Linked DNA regions of Mus musculus: all the other regions are linked to region 3. Evidence: chromatin contacts called from public promoter capture Hi-C data. All regions are on one chromosome and are shown on one strand. Each heading gives the region's core, a stretch centred on a gene start, on an enhancer-like site or on the middle of the called end of the contact. The rest is flanking DNA. Distances are from core to core; before and after follow the strand shown. Region 1 holds the start of Ciao2a (cytosolic iron-sulfur assembly component 2A). Region 2 holds the start of Aagab (alpha- and gamma-adaptin binding protein). Region 3 holds the start of Hacd3 (3-hydroxyacyl-CoA dehydratase 3). Region 4 holds the start of Aph1c (aph1 homolog C, gamma secretase subunit). Region 5 holds the start of Snx22 (sorting nexin 22). Region 6 holds the start of Smad3 (SMAD family member 3).

Evidence for each region. Promoter capture Hi-C pulls out the DNA fragments that hold promoters and counts their contacts.
Region 1: a promoter capture Hi-C map of liver shows a contact between it and region 3, with 2.5 times the contacts expected there. The contact joins the promoter of Ciao2a here to the promoter of Hacd3 in region 3. A contact is called at or near these places in 4 of 39 promoter capture datasets (liver, neutrophils and pre-B cells) and 3 of 9 other capture datasets (adipose tissue, liver and pancreatic islet).
Region 2: a contact with region 3 is called in a promoter capture Hi-C map of liver, with 2.2 times the contacts expected there. The contact joins the promoter of Aagab here to the promoter of Hacd3 in region 3. A contact is called at or near these places in 2 of 39 promoter capture datasets (erythroid cells and liver).
Region 4: a contact with region 3 is called in a promoter capture Hi-C map of neutrophils, with 4 times the contacts expected there. The contact joins the promoter of Aph1c here to the promoter of Hacd3 in region 3. A contact is called at or near these places in 2 of 39 promoter capture datasets (neutrophils and pre-B cells).
Region 5: a contact with region 3 is called in a promoter capture Hi-C map of liver, with 2.3 times the contacts expected there. The contact joins the promoter of Snx22 here to the promoter of Hacd3 in region 3. A contact is called at or near these places in 2 of 39 promoter capture datasets (erythroid cells and liver).
Region 6: a promoter capture Hi-C map of liver shows a contact between it and region 3, with 2.3 times the contacts expected there. The contact joins the promoter of Smad3 here to the promoter of Hacd3 in region 3. A contact is called at or near these places in 3 of 39 promoter capture datasets (erythroid cells and liver).

What each region holds. Positions count from the first base shown.
Region 1 is chr9:66,125,176-66,128,105 of GRCm38.p6, forward strand. It overlaps Ciao2a (cytosolic iron-sulfur assembly component 2A), which reads left to right and starts at 1,436. Exons shown (of 5, transcript NM_026635.3): 1 at 1,436-1,795. The coding sequence starts at 1,672.
Region 2 is chr9:63,601,330-63,604,309 of GRCm38.p6, forward strand. Aagab (alpha- and gamma-adaptin binding protein) reads left to right here and starts at 1,317. Exons shown (of 10, transcript NM_025857.3): 1 at 1,317-1,442. The coding sequence starts at 1,370. It overlaps Iqch (IQ motif containing H), which reads right to left and starts at 1,164. Exons shown (of 22, transcript NM_001311098.1): 1 at 1,038-1,164. The coding sequence starts at 1,088.
Region 3 is chr9:65,020,446-65,023,416 of GRCm38.p6, forward strand. Hacd3 (3-hydroxyacyl-CoA dehydratase 3) reads right to left here and starts at 1,272. Exons shown (of 11, transcript NM_021345.2): 1 at 1,012-1,272. The coding sequence starts at 1,098.
Region 4 is chr9:66,832,921-66,836,121 of GRCm38.p6, forward strand. It overlaps Aph1c (aph1 homolog C, gamma secretase subunit), which reads right to left and starts at 1,786. Exons shown (of 6, transcript NM_026674.3): 1 at 1,566-1,786; 2 at 239-409. The coding sequence starts at 1,678.
Region 5 is chr9:66,068,434-66,071,345 of GRCm38.p6, forward strand. Snx22 (sorting nexin 22) reads right to left here and starts at 1,326. Exons shown (of 6, transcript NM_001379335.1): 1 at 1,173-1,326; 2 at 741-824; 3 at 253-357. The coding sequence starts at 1,247.
Region 6 is chr9:63,756,236-63,759,340 of GRCm38.p6, forward strand. Smad3 (SMAD family member 3) reads right to left here and starts at 1,759. Exons shown (of 9, transcript NM_016769.4): 1 at 1,237-1,759. The coding sequence starts at 1,442.

The sequences.
Region 1 (2,930 bases), core at 186-2,685, 1.1 Mb after region 3:
ACTGCAGGAAGTTTTGCCACTTAGTTTTTGGACATTAATTCATTTAACATATACAGAGCATTCACTGTGAGCTTGGCACCTTACTGTGCGTTTCAAATACAAACACAAAAGCTCCTGGCTCACAGTTTAATGAGGCAGTCTTGTAAGTCAACAATTTAAACACACTCAGTGTTACAGTGTGCAACAATAAAAAGAAGTTATCGATTTTTTGAGAAGCCAGGCTTCACACAAAGGGGAGATTTCCGTGTATTAAATTCGGTCCTTAAGAATTTTGGGTTATAGCCGGGCGTGGTGACACGCCTTTAATCCCAGCCCTCGGGCGGCAGAAGCAGGTGGATTTCTGAGTTCAAGGCCAGGCTGGTCTACAGAGTGAGTTCCAGGACAGCCAGGGCTATACAGAGAAACCCTGCCTCGAAAAAAAAAAAAGTTCCCGGAACTTAATCACAGGTTGGTGAGTCGAAGTCAACTAGAGTTTAAAGATAACATAGGTTATGTTATCACGGACTAATTTGCAAGATGATCCTTTCAAGGAGCTGAAACCTGCCACTAACACCAACAGAGGTGGTTTGCTTTTCTGGTTGAAACCACCTTAGGCAGGCCTGAAATTCTGTGTCCAAAGCTGGCCTCAAACTCAATGCTCCTCCCTCGGCCTCCCAAGTGCTGGAATTACAGGCATGAGCCACCAGGCCTAGCAAAGTTGGCTGTTTACAACTGCAAACTCAACATTAGGGGTGGATTCCCTTACAGATAAAGTAAACTGCCTGAAGGTCAGGAGAGTGTCTTAGTTTGTAACTTTTATTCCTGCATACACATTGTGTATGGCAAATTAAGTGTCTAATAAATATTTGAGGTGGAAACACAATCAACTCTGTAACTGGCACCCATCACAGCCATGAACACACAAAAAAAAGGTTAAGAAATGCTTTTTTAGGATGTTCATCTCCGTTATCATTACTACATAGTGAACACAGATAAAGTTCTCTCGCTGTAATTTGGGTGGTGGTCGATAGAAATCCTCCCCATGGAGAGAAGCTGCACTAAACTAAGTTTCTAGGAGATAAGAAAACTAAGCCTTCCCTGTCCGTAGGCATGCCTATCAACATTGGTCTTCCAAAATAACCCCTTTCACCGCAAAGGAAATCCACTTCCGGCCTGGTCAGAAAGTAAGAAAAATTTGTTTGGAAGTGGCTTCCTCTGAGAAATAGCTGTAGAGTCTCCGTTCTAGAATATCTTCCAGTAGTAGTAACCTTGATCTCCTTTCCCCTACCTCTTTAGGATTCATCTTTAGTTCTTCCTAGGAACTGAGTGGGGCATTTGGTGACGTATAACAGTCCGTTACACGATCCTCTGGCTAAGACTACAAGCCCCATATACATTTCGCCGCCGCTCCGCTAACGCCCCTTAGACATCCCAGCATGCAATGCGCCTAACGGGCCGTAAGGATTTTTCTGTGCCTTCTAAATCGAGCAGAGCATCTTGGGACATGTAGTCTTTACAGCTAATTTCCCTAGGTCCTTCGCGTTGCAGTTTTGAGTCCCGCCTATTCTCTGCTCCCCTAAACCTTTACACATGTCTTGGTTTATTTGAAGACCAGGAAGTTCTCTCTCGAGGTCGGCTGCGGAAAGACGGTGGCTCGGTTGGGACAGTCGCCAGGGATGGCGGAACGTGAGGATGGAGCGAGTGTCTGGGCTGCTTTCCTGGACGCTGAGCAGGGTCCTATGGCTCTCAGGCTTTTCTGAGCACGGAGCTGCCTGGCAGCCCCGGATCATGGAAGAGAAAGCGCTAGAAGTTTATGGTAATTTACCCAGGGCACTATTTGACGGTGTTTGAGAGGCGGCATTGGAGAGGGGGTGGAGGAGGGCCTCACCCTTGGGCTGGAGTGGACCCTTGGGGTTTTTACCAGACTTAGAGGGAAGCATGTTCTTCCGGGTCCTAAGTCACACAGCAATGTCGGGCTATTTCTAAACCTGGAGCGAAATTGAGCCAGGAACTCATAAACGCTTTGTTACCCTGGACTGCCTACAGCTCTAGGGACAGTGTCAAGGGATGTGGGCAGAATGAGCCTACAGTGATCAAGAAGCAAAGCATGCCGAAGATTTCACTACTCAAGAGTCTTTCCTTCTTTAGTTCCTGGACTTGCGTTCCTCCCGCCATAACTGAGGTCACTGTTTGGTAATGGCCGAGTTGGGGACTGGCCCAAGGTCATAGCAACTCTCTTGTGTGACAGAATCAATAGGAAGTGAAGAGGTAGGGATAGATATCTCAGCGAGAGGCTTTAAATTTACAATTTTCTTACACAGTTAAGTGTGTTCGTGTATTCACTCAGAGACTCTCCACTTTGAGGGACTGTCTTCATTGTACAGATGGGGAGTGGGTTGTTTAACAAGTACCCAGAGGGTCATATTGTCAGTAAGAAACAGAAAAAACCAAACTTGTGATTGAAAATGTAATGCTTGTTCGTGTTTCTCTCTCTCTCTCTCTCTCTCTCTCTCCTCCCCCACCTCCCTCCCTCCCTCTTTCCTTCTCCACTCTTGACCCTACCTCCCCAGCCCCTCTCTTCCCTCCGTTGACCATTTGTAGTATTATTTATCAGGATTGGGGAGAAAATCCAGAGTCTCATACAAATTAGGTGTGTTCCACCACTAGCCCTATTTTTTTGAAAACAAAAAGGCCAAGATGTAGCACTAAGAGAGATGCTCCTACAGATACAGTTTAGGTGGAATTATAGGCCAGGAAGAAGGATTCCAAAGATGGAATGGCCCGGGAGCTAATCAGGTTCCCTTATCTCTTGGTAGAGAGGCAAGGCTGACTTAACCCCAGGCAGAAGATAATTGCTACTGTACTATCTCCACAAAACATTCCCATCCTACCATACCTCTGCATATAGCGTCTGGAAACTTCCGGGGACCAGAAATACAACTCTTCAAGAG
Region 2 (2,980 bases), core at 67-2,566, 1.4 Mb before region 3:
GATAATAAAACCTCTTGCAGTTTGCATCAGGTGTGGTTTTCTCTCGAGATGTTGGGGTGTTGGCCAGCTCATCCCGGGACTTGAGCAGAGGCCCAGCATCGGGGGTCTTACAGAACTTCTTAAAGTGAGACCATCTTAAAGGGACCCATACCTAAACACGGAAAAAAACAAAACAAAACAAAGCAAAAAAAAAAAAAAAAAAACCAAACCAACCTAGCTGTTTCAGAAAAATTGTTCAACTGTCACAAACTGAATTACACTGGAGAAGTCAAGTCTTTGAGAGCTTTCTCCCTAGATTATAAATAAGATATTTCTCCAAGTTTTCATTTTTTATGTTGTTTTGTAATCCAGGTGATCTTAAAAATATGTTTGGTAACGCACACCTTTAATCCCAGCACTTGGGAGGTAAAGGCAGGCAGATTTCTGAGTTGGAGGCCAGCCTGGTCTACAGAGTGAGTTCCAGGACAGCCAGGGCTACACAGAGAAACTCTGTCTCGAAGAAAAAAAAATTTTAAAAAAAGCTTGGGTGTGTGTTCCCAAGCAAGCAGTGACTATTGTAGGTTAAGAAGCACGGGTCCCATAGCTCACGTTCTCTTCGAACTTCTCACCACCTCCTAATGATGAATCTGTTTCTCCTTCACATCCCCAAGCCATGGATGGACTTTAAACATTTCATAATTTATTTTTAAATGGTGCCTTGAGCACCCCAGCCTGCTAGTACAGATTGATAATCCCAGTTACTCAGGAGGCTGAGGCAGGAGGATCACAAGTTCCAGGCCTGCCTGGATTGTAGAGGGTGCTCCAAGACAGTCAATGACCATCTGGGCCCGAAGTATAAGGAAGACAGGTGATGCAGCCTAGCGGTAAAGCACTTGCTTGGCGCTAGCATGTCCTGTGTTCAACCCCCAGAGCATGATGCCCTAAAGTGTAGGCGTTTCCTGCTATAGGGCCGAGAGAATAAATGGTGGTGCTTGGGATCACAGGTTTCGGGGTTCGAGGGGAGGTCTGTGCGGCCGCCAGCCCGGCCTGTTTCCCACCTGGATTAGGATGGATCCAATGGGGTCGCTGTCCTCCTGGGCCTGCGCCATGACTAAGGAGGGCAGAAGACACTAGGCTCCGGAGGTATGGCCTCCTGCGGAGCGCTCCTAGATGGTGCGGGCACCCGTCACCATAGCAACGCGGCGCGCGCGACCGGCGCGCTCCACTGGAGGAGCGGGGAAGGGGGGTGTGAGGGCCAGCCGGAGCCTCGGCTGCCCAGCGCGCGGCCCCGCCCAGCGCGCGTGCCCGGATCATCTCCCCCGCGTGCCCGCTGCAGTGGTACGGCCCAAGGCGGAAGCAGCGCCGGCGCGGAACCCGCTCTGCCGCAGCGATGGCTGCCGGTGTACCCTGCGCGCTGGTTACCAGCTGCTCCGCCACCTTCACCGGGGACCGGCTGGTGCAACGTGAGTAACCCGACGTCTGAGCCGGGCTGCAAGGCCCAGTTCAGAGCCATGGGCGCAGGGCCGGCGACCTCTCCCGGGCTCTGCCCGAGCTGGGCCCTAGGCTCCGGCTCCTCCGCAGGTCTCGGCGCCAGGCGCTTAACCTTCTGCCTGTGTAAAGTGAGGCCGGTTTCTGACCTCCCGCCTCAGGGGTGGTGGCAAGCACCCCCTAAGATGATATTCAAGACCCCGGAAATTGTGCTCTTAGACGAATGTAAGGCGCTGGAGTTGCGGTGTTGTGTTTGGGGGTTATGCCCCTGCTGCTGGGGTAGTGGTTCCTCTTGTGAACTGAAGTGCTCAGCAAAAAAACAAAAAAACAAACAAACAAAAAATGCACGCGCGTTAGTGTTCTGCCAGGATGATGGACTGACCAGAACTCCTGTGATTGTGGAGAGCTGGAATTTTAATAACTGTAGCCAGATTCTCGTGGACTGTCTCTAGTCTCCTTCTTAGCCATTTGTTGCCCACTTCTGTGTCTGACCTAATATCCTCTGACTATCAGGTAAAGTCCTTTTGGGAATAAGCAAACAGACCCCCTAGCTTCCATCAACCCAAAGGCTAAGAATTTTATCAGTTGGTGTCTGAGGCCTACAGCAAGGGCTTCCACGATGTGCTGTAATCCACCAACCTGTTGTTCCCCTCAATGTATTTTTAGAACATCCTGATATGTAGCTTTGTTGTTCCTATAAGAACACCATGGAATTGTTATTGCCACGTTGGAACATTTGACTTGAGGCACCCCTGATTCCTGTTCCCTTTTCATGATCCCTCATATTTGGCTCCAGAATAAACGCTTACTCCCTTAGAGATGAGAGCTGTGGGCGTTCTTGATTCCCTCCCCTTGATTGTGTGTGTGTGTGTAATGTACATACATGCATACTTGTGTGTACATGATATTTGTTGGGTGCCCCCTCACTTGCAGTTACATTTCTTGAGTTCTTTCTGAGGTGAAAGTTCCCCGGAAAAAAATGAGTTTGAGGTGTTACTGCACCCAGTGCTTTTGCTTCTGGACCCTAAGGGCTATAAAATTCAGGGTTTTGTTTTTGTTTTTGTTTTGTTTTTTTTGCCTTTGTTGTGCATACGCGAATATACGTGTGTGTGTGTGTGTGTGTGTGTGTGTGTGTGTGTGTTTTCTGCTTTTTAGTCCCACTGCTCTGTGCATACTGAGCGTGGCACTCTACCTCAGAGATAAACCCCAGCCCCACCCCAAAATGAGCTCTGAAATGTAGGTCAGAGAGACTAGTGAGCTAGAGCTGAGGAGGCAGCTCACTGGCCAGGTCTATGGCTCTGACTGTGGGCAAGTCACTGAACCTCTGCCCTTCATCTTCCTATCTGTGGGCTGAGGATTATGTTTGGCCACAGGCCAGCACGTGGCAAGCATTGGATAAGTGGTTGGCCTTATTATAAAAGCGTATCACCTGTTTAACTCAGGCTTTGCTGAGCCTTAAAGGGGGCACATGAAGAGGTGTCCTGGGAGACCGTGGGTGCTGGCTTGCAAATGC
Region 3 (2,971 bases), core at 22-2,521:
ACAAAAACTTTTTTTTCTATTTTAGCAAAGAATCTTGTAGCAGAGTAGAGAACAATAGCACAGAGAATTATTCATCCTATTCTAGAGTAGCATTTATTCGGGTTTGCTTACACCTTAAATGAAATTTACTGCTTACTCAAAGACATTCTGGCCAGTATTAGCTTCATCGTTCACAAGGGGAAATTATTTACATTCCAGAAGCAAAGATTAGACTCAAGTGGACATGGGCACCTAGACCCTGCAAGAAAATAGACCAGATGAATTGATGAATTCAGACAGGTATCTAACTGCGAGCAAGAAACAGTTCAGAGGAATGAAGATTACAATACCATGGATGTCAAGGAGACTAGGGAAAGAACATTCCAGACCAAAACCACTCGCTTCACACAGAATACTGGATGGTCTGGTTAGAGACATGGGAAGTTCCCAGGGATTTGATTTGCTCACATTAATAGGTAAACGTGGTGAAATGAATACTTAATGTCACACGATAATTTCTTTACGCAACTTGCTAAGGCTGAGCTCGCAGCCTTAAAGAGAGGATGGAAATCATTTCCTTGGTGAGCGGAGGTGTGGTGTAGATTTCTATCACTGAACGGTTGGGGGGTTGCCCCCCGCCCAGCCCAGCGACGGGCCTTGAGAAGGTCAATGGGCCGCCCGGACTAAACCTCAGAGGCCAGCGCTGACGTCCTGCTACCGCACAACAGGCCACTGTCAAGCCGCACTTTAGACCCACGGAGCTCATCCCACAATTCAGAGGGCCTTAGGCAACCCGAAGGCCAGCCGCCGGCTTCCAGGACTCTGCTGAGGCTCCCCAGGGCGCCTACCAGGAACAAAGGGGATACCGGGGCCAAGCGCAGAACGCCGGACGGCACCTGCAGCCCCTAAGGGAGACCGGGGCGCTCCACTCGCGGTTCCTGCTGGCGCACTGCAGGAGCGCAAACGCACAGGGCGGCCGACGGGGACCGGGGGGCCCCCGATCCTGCGCGCAGCCCGCAGCCCGGCCTTTACCTGCACGTCACTCAGCTCCACGCGCAGATACAGCTCGCGGTGTCGCTGAGCCCAGTAGACATGCGGCGTCAGCACTTGAGTCTCCATGGCCCACGCTGTCCGGGGGAGCGGGGAGGCTCGGCTTGCTGCGCCTCGTTACCTCGGCCTGTGAGCCGCTGGAGCTAGCAGAACGCAGGCCTCAGACCCGCACGCTCCGCAGCCCGCAGCCCGGCTGTCTCGAGATAACCCACGCTCGCGGCTCGCGCTTGCGCAGTGAGGACCGGGGCGGGAGGGCGGGGCGAACCCAGCGAGGGAGAGGACGGGGCGGGACGTGGGAGAGGCTAGCGGCTGCGCCACGTGATCAGCGGCTCAGTGGCCTTCGGATCAGAGGCTTTTGAGCTCCTCGCTTACCTCCTGTGGCGCTTCAGAGAGGTCCTTGCACAAGAACATGAAAGTGAGAGGCTCTAATCTACAAAGAAAGGGCGGATTGGCGGCGTATGAAGAGGCTTGTGTGCAAGGATCCCTTCCAAGTTTTTTTGTATGATCGCAGCGTTTAGTGAGAACCCACTTCCTCCCTGGGCTTCAAGGCCACACACAGAAAGACAGATGAGCCATTCAAGACATACATTGGTGTTGCTTTTTTTTTTTCTTCCTTCCTTCCTTTCTTTCTTCTTTCTGTCTGTCTTACTATGTAGCTCTAGGTGACCTGAAATTCACTTGGTAGACCAGATCCAGGGACCTGTCGTCTGCTTTTGCCTCCCTTGTGATTTAAAGGTGTGCAACACCTCCCCTGGCCTCAGGCTTCCTGTTTTAAGAGAGATGGTTTCCATTCACTGCCCAACAAACAGAACAGCCCATTCGTTATAGCTATCTACATGAACTAATAAGCAAACAAACAAATCAGTTCCTTGGCATCCCTAGCCCCGTCCTGAGCATTTGAGGACCTGGATGCTGCAGACAGGCACTCTACTATAACCTCAGCTCCTTGTAGTGTCATCATCTGTTTCTAAGTTTTTCTGTAAAGGAGCACAGCTATTATGGGCCCATTTCCAGGGAAATCAATAAGGAGACAGAGACAGAGAGACAGAGATTAGTAAGAGGACTAGAGGACTAGAGGACTATAGCCTAGTCGGTAGTGGGTTTGATCCCCAATAGCACATAAATCAGGACTAGTGGTGAACACCTGTAATCTCAGCACTTGAGATGTTCAGAAGTGCAAAGTCATCCTTAGTTACGTACTGAGTTCAAGGCCAACCTGAACAAACAAAGGAAAGGGAAATAAAGTAGAGTTTATCATCCAGGCTAAAAAGTACACGGTGGTGGGGCAGGGTGAGGGAGACTAGAAGGCAAGGCCAGGGGCAGGGGGATGGGAATAAGGCTTTTATGATGATGTCAGTCAAATGAAAAAGAAACCACACTGTCCTCTCTAGAGACTGCCCCCCCCCCTCCTAGCCCTGTTTGGCTCAGGGCCATGTCTCCCTTCTCAGAGATCAGTCATTACTCCTGCAGAAAGCTTTCATTTGGTCCTTGACACTGATAAAGGCTATTGCCAGGACGTACGCCTAGTTTCTGCTGTTGGCAAGAGATCCTGCTTGGCTCTGATGTTCACCTTTTTACAGACTCTTCTGATGCTTGAAGGACTTAGAGGAGGAGCTGCTGTAGATGGGGATGTAGATTATTTGGTAGAGCACTTGTCCAGCACACACAAAGCCTTGGGTTGGATTCCCAGAACCACCAGGCCACGTATACCAATGGTCCACGTATGTAATCCTAGCACTTGGAAGATGGAGGCTAGAGGATCAAGCGCTCAAGGTCACCTGGCCTGGGATGCACGAAGCCATGTATGAAGCAAAAAAGAGAGGGTGAAGGGAGTTGCTGAATTCAGCAATTTGGATCCTCACCTATGCACAAAACATCTAACCAGTTATCTATAACCAAAACCAAGTTTGTCTGTCTAAGCCACAAAGGGAGAAACACTGAC
Region 4 (3,201 bases), core at 536-3,035, 1.8 Mb after region 3:
AGTATCTGGGAAAATTCTCAAGAAACACTTTTGGGAGGAAGGAGAAGGAGGGAAAGGCAAGGGAGCAGGGGAGCAGGGGAGCAGGGGAGCAGGAGGGTGGGAGGGCGGGCGGGCGGACAGGCAGGCAGGCAGGCAAGCCAGGTCATAAATTTAAATACAATTTTCAGGCTAGAAATGTAACAACCACCAAATCATAATTCAAGTCTAACTGGGAAAATAAAACAAACATTTAACTTACTTTAACAGCTTATAATATGCGAGCCTGAACAGCTCTTGGATACAGACAGAGAGCAACGCTCCGAAGATGAGCAGATAATTCTGTACTGATTCATCTCTGTTGTTAGTAATGACTCTCACTAGGAACCAAAACATGGACGAAAGCAGGAGAGACACCAACCAGAAGAAAGCACTGGAACGTAGAAGACAAAAGTCACGAGTTAACAGAAGCACAGGAAACAAATATCTTGATCTTTTTTAGGAAAGAACCCCTTCACATGGTATTCCGAATCAGCATTTGCTAATCAATGGTCCATTTTCCTCCTAGTGAAAAAACAGTCCAAGAGGAACGTCAGATGCCCTCAACAAGGACGATTCAGTGACCCTGTCTGTGTACACCAGAACACTATCTGCCAAGGACTGGCAACGAGGAAGTTGGTTACTGCTTTGCCTCATTGGTGTGCCATAGAAACATATAACCAGTGGCTGTTACAATTTTCATATCCTAGAAAATGTGAATTTAATGGCTTAGCTGTCTGTAAAGATAAGTATCTTTTCTGAAGGAAAACAAACACCTACACCTGTATTTATTGTGTGCACCATGGAAAACTCAGAAGTTGAAAACCCATGCTGTGGTCTAGTTGTTTTCCAGGCCCGGTTCTTACAACCTTCCTGTGGACTTTAAGGACACAGCAAGCTTGACGTTCAACAGACTCTATTGATTTTTAATGCCAACAGCGAAGGAGCACTATTTATTACAGGAAAAAAGAACGCAGAGAGGCTGGAGTTCCTGGCTAGCCAGTGAGTTGCCTGGGTGCCAAGTCTCAGAAACTCAGTCTCAGCAGGTGCAAAGGGATCAAGACCGCAGTCACCAGCAGAGTTAGATATTTACCAAGTTCTCAGCAAGACTGGTCAGGTGTTGCAGCGGTTTTCTCAGGCTTTCACCATTGGCTGCACCCCAACCATTACCCAGGGGCCTACAAGAAAAATCTGAGCCCAAATTCCTCACAGGCATTCTGAGTCCAAGAACGGGGGTTGAGGAGGTGGACAACTGATCCCCAGGTGTCTTTAATGGCAGAGAGTGAGAACAGCTCTTCGATGCCGCTGAGCACTGAGTGAAATGAGAAATTCCTACGGAAAGACTAAGGCTCCATACACGAATGTATCCACTTATTCCCATCTTCCACAGAAGCCAAGACCCGCAGGACTCGCCTGCTCAGCCTGAACCCCCTCCCCCCAGTCTTGGACAGTCCCACAAGCTGGGAGCCACTGGGAGATGGGGATCCCGGGGTCGTGGAAACCCAGGAGAGGGAGGGACCCGCGGTGTCCGGGACTCGGCTCAACCTCACCCAGCGATGAGGAAAATGACGCGCAAAGGGTCGGTGGCGATGGTGAAGAGGTAGAGTGCGAACGCGGGCCCGAAGGCGATGAAGGCGCAACCGAAGAACACAGGCAGCGTCATGGTACCCACAGAAGCCAGTCCCGGGGGACCTGAGTGGATCCGAGGTGACTGGGACGATTTCTTAGCGGAATGCGGGGCGGGGCAGGCCTGCCAGGTACTCCGGGCTCGATCAGAGAAGGGGGCGGAGCAAAGCCCGGGAGGCGGGGCCTCGAGGTGCTCCAAGGCTTTTTTGAGCGGAGGGCGGGACGTACGAGAGGCGGTGCCTTAGGGGCGGTTTCTGGCCAATCAGAGCCTGGGGGCGGTGCAGGACACAGCCAGTCAGAGCAGAGGGCGGAGCGGCGCTCTAGATGAAGTGCCTTGAGATGCTCCGCGGCTTGTTTTTGCAGAGGGCGGGGTGGAGTCGAGGAGGCGGGTCCTCGAGCTGCTCCACAGCAAGGCAGGACTGGGCGGGGGCGGAGCTCGAAAAACAGAGCCTGTATCGCACAACGGTCAGTCGCAGAGGGGTGTCCAGGCGGATCTCGGGAGGTAGTTCCAGGAGGTGCTCCAGGCGCTGAGAGCGAATGGCGGTGCAGGATTCGGGAAGCTATTTCTTGAGAGGCTCAGAGTACTGTTAGAACCTGTGCAGCGGCATCGAGAAGCTGTCAGAGAGGCGGTTCCTCGAGGGGCTCCACGTGCTGTCAGAACCGGGGCGGCCTCTAGTGTCTCTGCGTGCGTACAGCGCAGGGGACAGGGCCTCGAGGGGCTTCACAAGCGGTCAGAGCGGAGGTGCAGCCTGGAAGGATTCGGTGTGCGGGCAGGCTGGGCAGCAACGCGGCCTCCTGGGACTCCACGTGCCGTCAGACTGCGGGGCGGGGCCTTGAGGGCTGGGCAGTTCTTCAGAGCACTCGGGGTGCTGAGAATGGAAAGGGGTCCTTCAAGGTTTCTTCTCTAGGTTTCTTGGGGCAATGAAAGTTGCCCGCCGAACTGGGCGGGCGCCTAGACCTCCGAGAGGCAAAGGGCTACACCAAGCCTCAGACTTGCCAGCGCTGCAGGTCCTTATTCCAAAGCGTGGCTCACTGAAGACTTAAAAGCTGTGCCCCAGCCCTCTTGCCTGTGGGTACACATTGTCCCTGGTGCTGGCCAACTGTAAGGTGGTCTAAGGGAGATTACCAGGCCACTTTTGTGCTGAAGGTCAATTGAAGTAAACAGCAGGACAGGGGCACGGTTCCTTTAAAGTAAGTATTTTTTCTGTGTCCGTGGTTGCAGGAATGTGGGGCTCCCATCCTATGTAAAAATCCAACTGGGCTGGTATGACCCAGGTGAATCATCCCCTATGGAAAAGGAATAATGAAATACTGACGAGTTGTTCTGACAAGTTGGTTTCTGTGCCACTAACAGCCCTGATCTCCAAAAACTTAAAAAATTTTAAAGGCATTCTCTAATCATATCTGAATTTAAATTTCAGGACAAACAACCACAGCTATGTTAAGAATGCTACAAGGTTAATATTGACTAATTACATTCATGTTTGTGGAGAATTGAAACGCTGTAGATACAGAGCCAATATCTTGGGCTATCTAGCCTCTTTAACAGCTATTCATTCC
Region 5 (2,912 bases), core at 76-2,575, 1.0 Mb after region 3:
TGTTAGAGGAAGGAGTCCACACACACCTCATGAAGAAAATACAGGAAAACACCCTAAGGGTGAAGAATCTACTCATTGGATTATTCAAAACTTTCAATAACCCAGATAGAAAAGTTCGTACTCATTTGGATAAAGAGCCTGAGATACTGAATAACAACCCCAAGTTGTGGGACCCAACACACTCCCACATCTCTAACTGGGTCTCCCCTGGTCCCTCAGACTTAGGGGCAACCAAGTGTACCCCGTGCACACCTGGATGTAGGTCTCTAATCCCTGCCGGCGCTGTTCCAGTCCTCTGGTCCTCCAGTTGGGCAGGCGTTTTGAGGGAAAGTCAGGCACTTTGTACCGTTTCTTGATCTGTACATCAGTTACAGAGGTGAGTTCCCAGCAAAGCACTCAAGCCCACTGCATCTAGCTGAGGACTTTCTCCAGTCCTCTCTATATGTCTGTCTTTAAGCTTCAACCTGGGACAGCTGGCAAGAGGTGGTTGGGACAGAAGTGACAAGCCAGAGAGTGGAAAGGACGCACACGGACAAGGTCAGTCTGAGCTGAGCTCTAGCCATTGCGTCCTCCCCGCGAGGGGCCCTGCAGCCCAGGGGGAGTCGCCTATGATCTGCACCCTCCTGGGGGCTGGGACAGTAATGGGGGTGACCAACCAGAAGCTGGGATCAGAGCTCTTTCTCATGCCACCGAGGGACCTGGCCTGGAGCCAAATCGGTGGGTAGTCCGCGACATCTCACCCGCTTGTGTAGAGCGTGGAACTCGCTGTAGCGCCGCGGCACGGTGTGTCTGCGTCCGCTGTACAGCACCTCCACTTGGAACACCTGGCGGGCGGAGGAGTGCAGACGGCGGGTCCAAAGGATGCAGTAGGACCCGCGCCGCGAGACGCGCCCAATTTCTGGTGTTAGAAAGGCACAAAGCCGACTTGGCGTGCCACCATCAGGGAAACCCCTTCCGAACCCCAGACACACCTGAAAGAAAAGGGTAACCGGCCCTCCCCTCTGCTCCAAGCGACCCCTCAAGAGCCCAAACCATTGTCCAAGGGGCTGGCAAAGCCAAGTAACCCCGAACCTTTGCGACGAATGTCCTAGCCCTGAATTCTGGGTCCCTTTTGCGCTGATCGCGAAGATAATCGGTAGATCCCCGCACACACTCTTCGTCCATTTGCTCACCATGTGGCCTTTCTCTGGACTCTGCCTGGGCCCTTCGGCCTCGGGCCCCACCGAGGGAATGTGAACTTCCAGCATCCGCGCCCCGACCCGGCTGCAGCCTCTCCCGGATCGAGCGCTTGGGCACCCGAACTCCCTGGAGCAGCCAAGCAGCCCTAAGAGGCTGACCCGCCCTCGGGCTCCAGGCCCTGCCCCCGGGCCGTAGGCTCCGCCCCACTCTCTGGATTTTTCAGCCCCAGGCTCCACCCTCTGATACGGGAGCCCGCCCTCGCCACGCCCAGGGTGTTCCCTGGCTCACTAAAGTCCTGAGGCCAGAAGATAACACCATGGGTCGCCATGCAAGGGAAGGAACCTTCAGCAGGGTCACCCATTTGTCAAACATTTCCCTAGTATCCCAGGTAGTCAGCCGAGGTACATTTTACCTGGTCTCTCTAAAATTTCACCTGGTCTTTGTTGAATGTCCTGGATGCTAAGGTGTCAGAGGAAGGCACAGTGGGTTTCAGGTCTGGGCTTCCGGTTAGGACCATCCTTGTTCTTAGAGAACCTAGCCACCACAACCTTCCCTCTTTCATGTGGTCCCTGGTAGCACCACCTGAAGACTCCAACTGAGGTAGTGCCGGGGTGAGGCTGGGATCCATTCTAGCTTTGATGAGCACCTACAAACCATTCATTTATTCCATCCACCCGTCCATCCATTCATCCTTCCTACCTTAGCATGCCTAGTTTGCTTCAAGCTAGTGTATGGGGAAGAGGCAGTTTAAAAACCCAGGCTTGGCACTGAAAGTCGAATGGCCTAGATATCAAGAACTGTGTGGAGTTTCTGCACAGCTGTAAAGCAGGTAACATAAGTATAAACACTGAGTGAAGCTGGGCGGCACGGGCCAGGGGTTCCACTTATCTATGAGGCTGAGGCAAGAGAATTGTTTGAAACCAGGAATTCAAAGTCAGCTTGAGCAACTCAGCCAGGACCCAATAGTGGCTTCCTTATGGGCTTGTTCAGCTGGGATGGATGGGTGATGATGGACAGATAATAAGAAGTAGGTACAGAAATGTGTGTAGAGAAGAGGAACAAAAATGAGTGTAGAGGCGGTGGCCCCAGCTGCTCTCATCCGCCCTGCTGGTCTTCTTCAGAATGTAGTAGGATTTTTGTTTGGCACATTGCTTAGTTTGGGTTTGGTTTTTCTAAATATGTAGATACGTTTTCTCTGTGTAGCCCTTGCTGTCCTGAAACTCCATCTTTAAACCAGGCTGGCCTCTAACTCAGAGATCTGCCTGCCTCTGCCTCCCAAGTACTGGGATTAAAGATGTGTGCCTGCCTGGCTATAGTAAGATTTCAAGACAGAATGATCACTTCATGTGTAAACACAGAAATGGCTTCCATTTCTACCTCAGCCCCACACTCCTTACTGGGCTCTAGGTAAAGTGCTCAATGGCCCAGTGTTCTGTTCTCAAACTGGGTCATGTGTGATGGTTATTCTGAATTGCCAACATGGCTACAGGTAGAGTTAACTAAAAAGACAAAACAAACAAACAAAAAAAAAAGACCACCAAACCGGAGTTTTGGTTAACAGCAGGATCATTTGAGGTAGGAAGACCCACCCTAAATCTGGGCCACACCTTCTCAGGGCAGCCTCTGTGAAGCGCAGGGAAGAAAGAAACTTTGGCTTCTTTGCTGCCTGCCTTCACTCGCCGTCAGGGGCAGATCCTGCTGTTCAGGCTTTCCTTCACTGGTGTTACAGCCTG
Region 6 (3,105 bases), core at 509-3,008, 1.3 Mb before region 3:
TTCCCACCATATGTGGTGTGTGCTTCTAGGGAAGGCCGACCCTGGGTTCCTGTGGACAGATGTTGTTTTGTGTCTTACTATCAGGGCTGGCAGCCCATACACAGCTGCCTTGAGCAGGTGGCCAAGGATGGAAGCTACCCCTGCCTAGACAGGTGATGACCTCTACTATCGTAGGCCTTCTTTCCATCCCTCTGCAGGCAGAACGCCCCCGCCCCCCCCCAAACATCCCCACCTGCCCCTCATCTGGAATCAGTCTTTAAAGGTGTTTGAGAAGAAACAAAACCAGAAGACTAAAGTGCTCTCACCGCATTGCCCAGACGCGGGTATGCTCTAGAAGGCCTTGGGAGTGAAGTCACTGACCCCTTCCATCAGCCATCTGTGAGCTCCCGCCGGACTCCTCTAGCCCGATGGGAAGGATAAAGGAGGTCAGGACAGATGGCAAAGCGCTTTGGGAAAATAGGCTCTACAGGAATGCAGGGCCGATGGGAGGCCAGCCCTGGGGTGTTTTGTTATCTGCCTGGAGCTGCCTGCTCCATTCTAGGCACCCGCATACTCTGGATTAAAAAGATCGCAAATCAGCAGGGGTGGGGTGGAAAGAGGGAAAGCCCCTACTTTCTGCCACTTGTTTCTCCCGCTTCAAAGTCGGTGCTCTGCTCTCCAACTAAGTGCGTGCGTGCATGCGTGCACAGGGGGCGGGAGGCTGGCACAACCAAATCTAAAAATACTCAGTAAAAATGCTAATCCCAAAGCAAAGAAAGAGCGAAGAAGGAATCTGTCAATCAACGGGCTCCCGCTCCTCACCCACAGCTGTACCGACTGCATTCCTGTAGACGAGGAAAAGAAGTGGGGGAACAGAGCTGAAGAAAAGAAAGGGACACACGCCACCACCTCCACGAGCGCGGGGCGGGAGGCGGCGGAGGAGGAGGGGCTCGGCCGGCAGAGCCGAACAAAGCGGGGCCTCCACTTGGAGCCCGAAGCCCCGAGAGTTGGGGGGCCAAGCTCAGAAACACCCCTGCTGCCCGGAAGCAGCTGGCGACCCTTGAGGTCTAGAAGCCAAAATGCTGCACGGAAGCCAGGTCTCTGAGGCTAGGCAAATCCGAAGGTTTTGTTTGGGGTCCCTCCACCCACTCCCCGTCCCCTACAGGCGCGCGCACACACGCGCACACGCCCTCCCTCTCCACCCGGGCCGCGCTAGGGGGCTGGGCCAGTGCGCCCCCAGCCGCTCTGGGACCCCACCTGGGGATGGTAATGCACTTGGTGTTCACGTTCTGCGTGGTGATGGCCTTCTCCAGCTCGTCCAACTGCCCCGTCTTCTTGAGCTTCTTCACCAAGCTCTTGACCGCCTTCTCGCACCACTTCTCCTCCTGCCCGTTCTGCTCGCCCTTCTTCCAACCCAGCAGGCGCTTCACGATCGGGGGGGTGAAGGGCAGGATGGACGACATGGCTGGCACCGAAGGGTCACCGGCGCCCCCGGCGGGGCTGGGCGCACTGGGGACGCCGGGGGCGCTCAGAGGCAGCTCGGCCCGCGCCTCGCCCGAACTTCGCTTTTAACTCTGGAGAACTTGCCCGGGCGTCCGGGCCAGGACTGCGGCGCTGCAGCTGCGGGGATCGGGAGCACGGCGGCGCCCGAGCTGCTCCACGCGGACCGACGGACTGACGGGCAGGCCCCGGACGCGCGGGGCGGAGGCGGCGGCCGCGAGACTCCAAGTGGCAGTAGAAAGTTTGGGTTTCCGCACGGGGTAGCTGTTTGGGTGCCGCCTCCGGGAAGGAAAGTCCAACCCCCAGCCAAACTTTGCTGGCCTGGATGGCTTTGGTGCGCAGATCCCTCCGCCTCTGCAGCGCTGCTCCTCCTCCTCCTCCTCCTCTGCGATCGCCGCCTTGCAGGGCCAGCCAGGGCCGAGCAGCCGCGCTACCCGCTCCTCTCCCGCCCGCTCCCAAGTCTACGTTTCACGCAGCTCCGCGTGCAGCCTCCTTCCCAGCGCAGTCGCCGCCCCCTCGCTGCCGGGGCTCCCCGCTCCTCCCCCGCGCCCTGCTCCGGGGAGGACCCGCGGCCTTCCCCGCCCAGCGCCGCCAAGCGCGCCCACGTGGGCCACCGGGTAGGGCGGCCGCCAGCTCTGCCAAGTGCCGAGGGACCGGACTCCTGGGGACTCGCCGCCCCACAGACTCTCAGATACCGTTGCAGGAACTAGAGAGGATTAGACTCACAGGGAACAGGCACTGTCCGTCAAGGGCTGGCTGCACTCCGGAGAGGACTCGGGCGCGGTGAGGGGTTCAGAAAAGCTCCGGGCCCAGGAAGTTGGGGCACGCTGATCTCGCTCAGTGGCCAGAGCTGCTTTAGGTGGTTTTTTGTTTTGTTTTTGTTTTCCTGCTGGGTGAGATCAGAACGGCCGACTGCCTGAGACTGCGGAGGAGGGAGTTGGAAAAGGGGAGAGGGAGACTTAAAAGGAGTTAAGAGACCTCAGTGACAACTTGAACAATAGCTGGAGCCAGGGGTCCCTTGGGCCCAGTGAACCAAGCTTTTTGCAGAAAACGGGCCTCAAAGACATCTGTTGCGTTCCTGAAGGAATGAATGGGGGTGCTTTAGGATTTTTCTTTGGAGGAGGGGAGAGAATTAACATTTCAGGGTGTTACTGAAGTTCCGAAATTCGACACCAAACAAGTAAGAGAGCTTTTGTTTACAAAGCAATGAACTCGCACACACAAAGAGCAAGCCGGAGAGGACTCGAGAAGTTTATTCAAAGTTAGCCTAGGTGGGAAGCCAAGAGAACCTGACTTTGAGTAGCCCTAGGGGCTTTACTGCAGACTAGACGAATTCAGGGCTGGTTGCCCACGGTCCCTCCACGGATTTGGGGCGTTACATTAGACCCTCTGCTCCTTTATCCTGTTTCAGCCTCCCTATCAGGCTAGCCCAGATGCTTAGAGTGTGCTTGGTTTTGCGCACGCGCGAACACACACACACCTATTTCTCTCCCGTGGTGAGAAACAAGTTATTTGCAAACCAAGATCCGGTGCGCTTTACGAAGCCCTATGAAGTGTGGCTCGTCCCACAGAGTCAGCCCTGAAGCTTCAGGGGCCCCCTGCTCTGTCCTCGAGGCTGCCCCACCA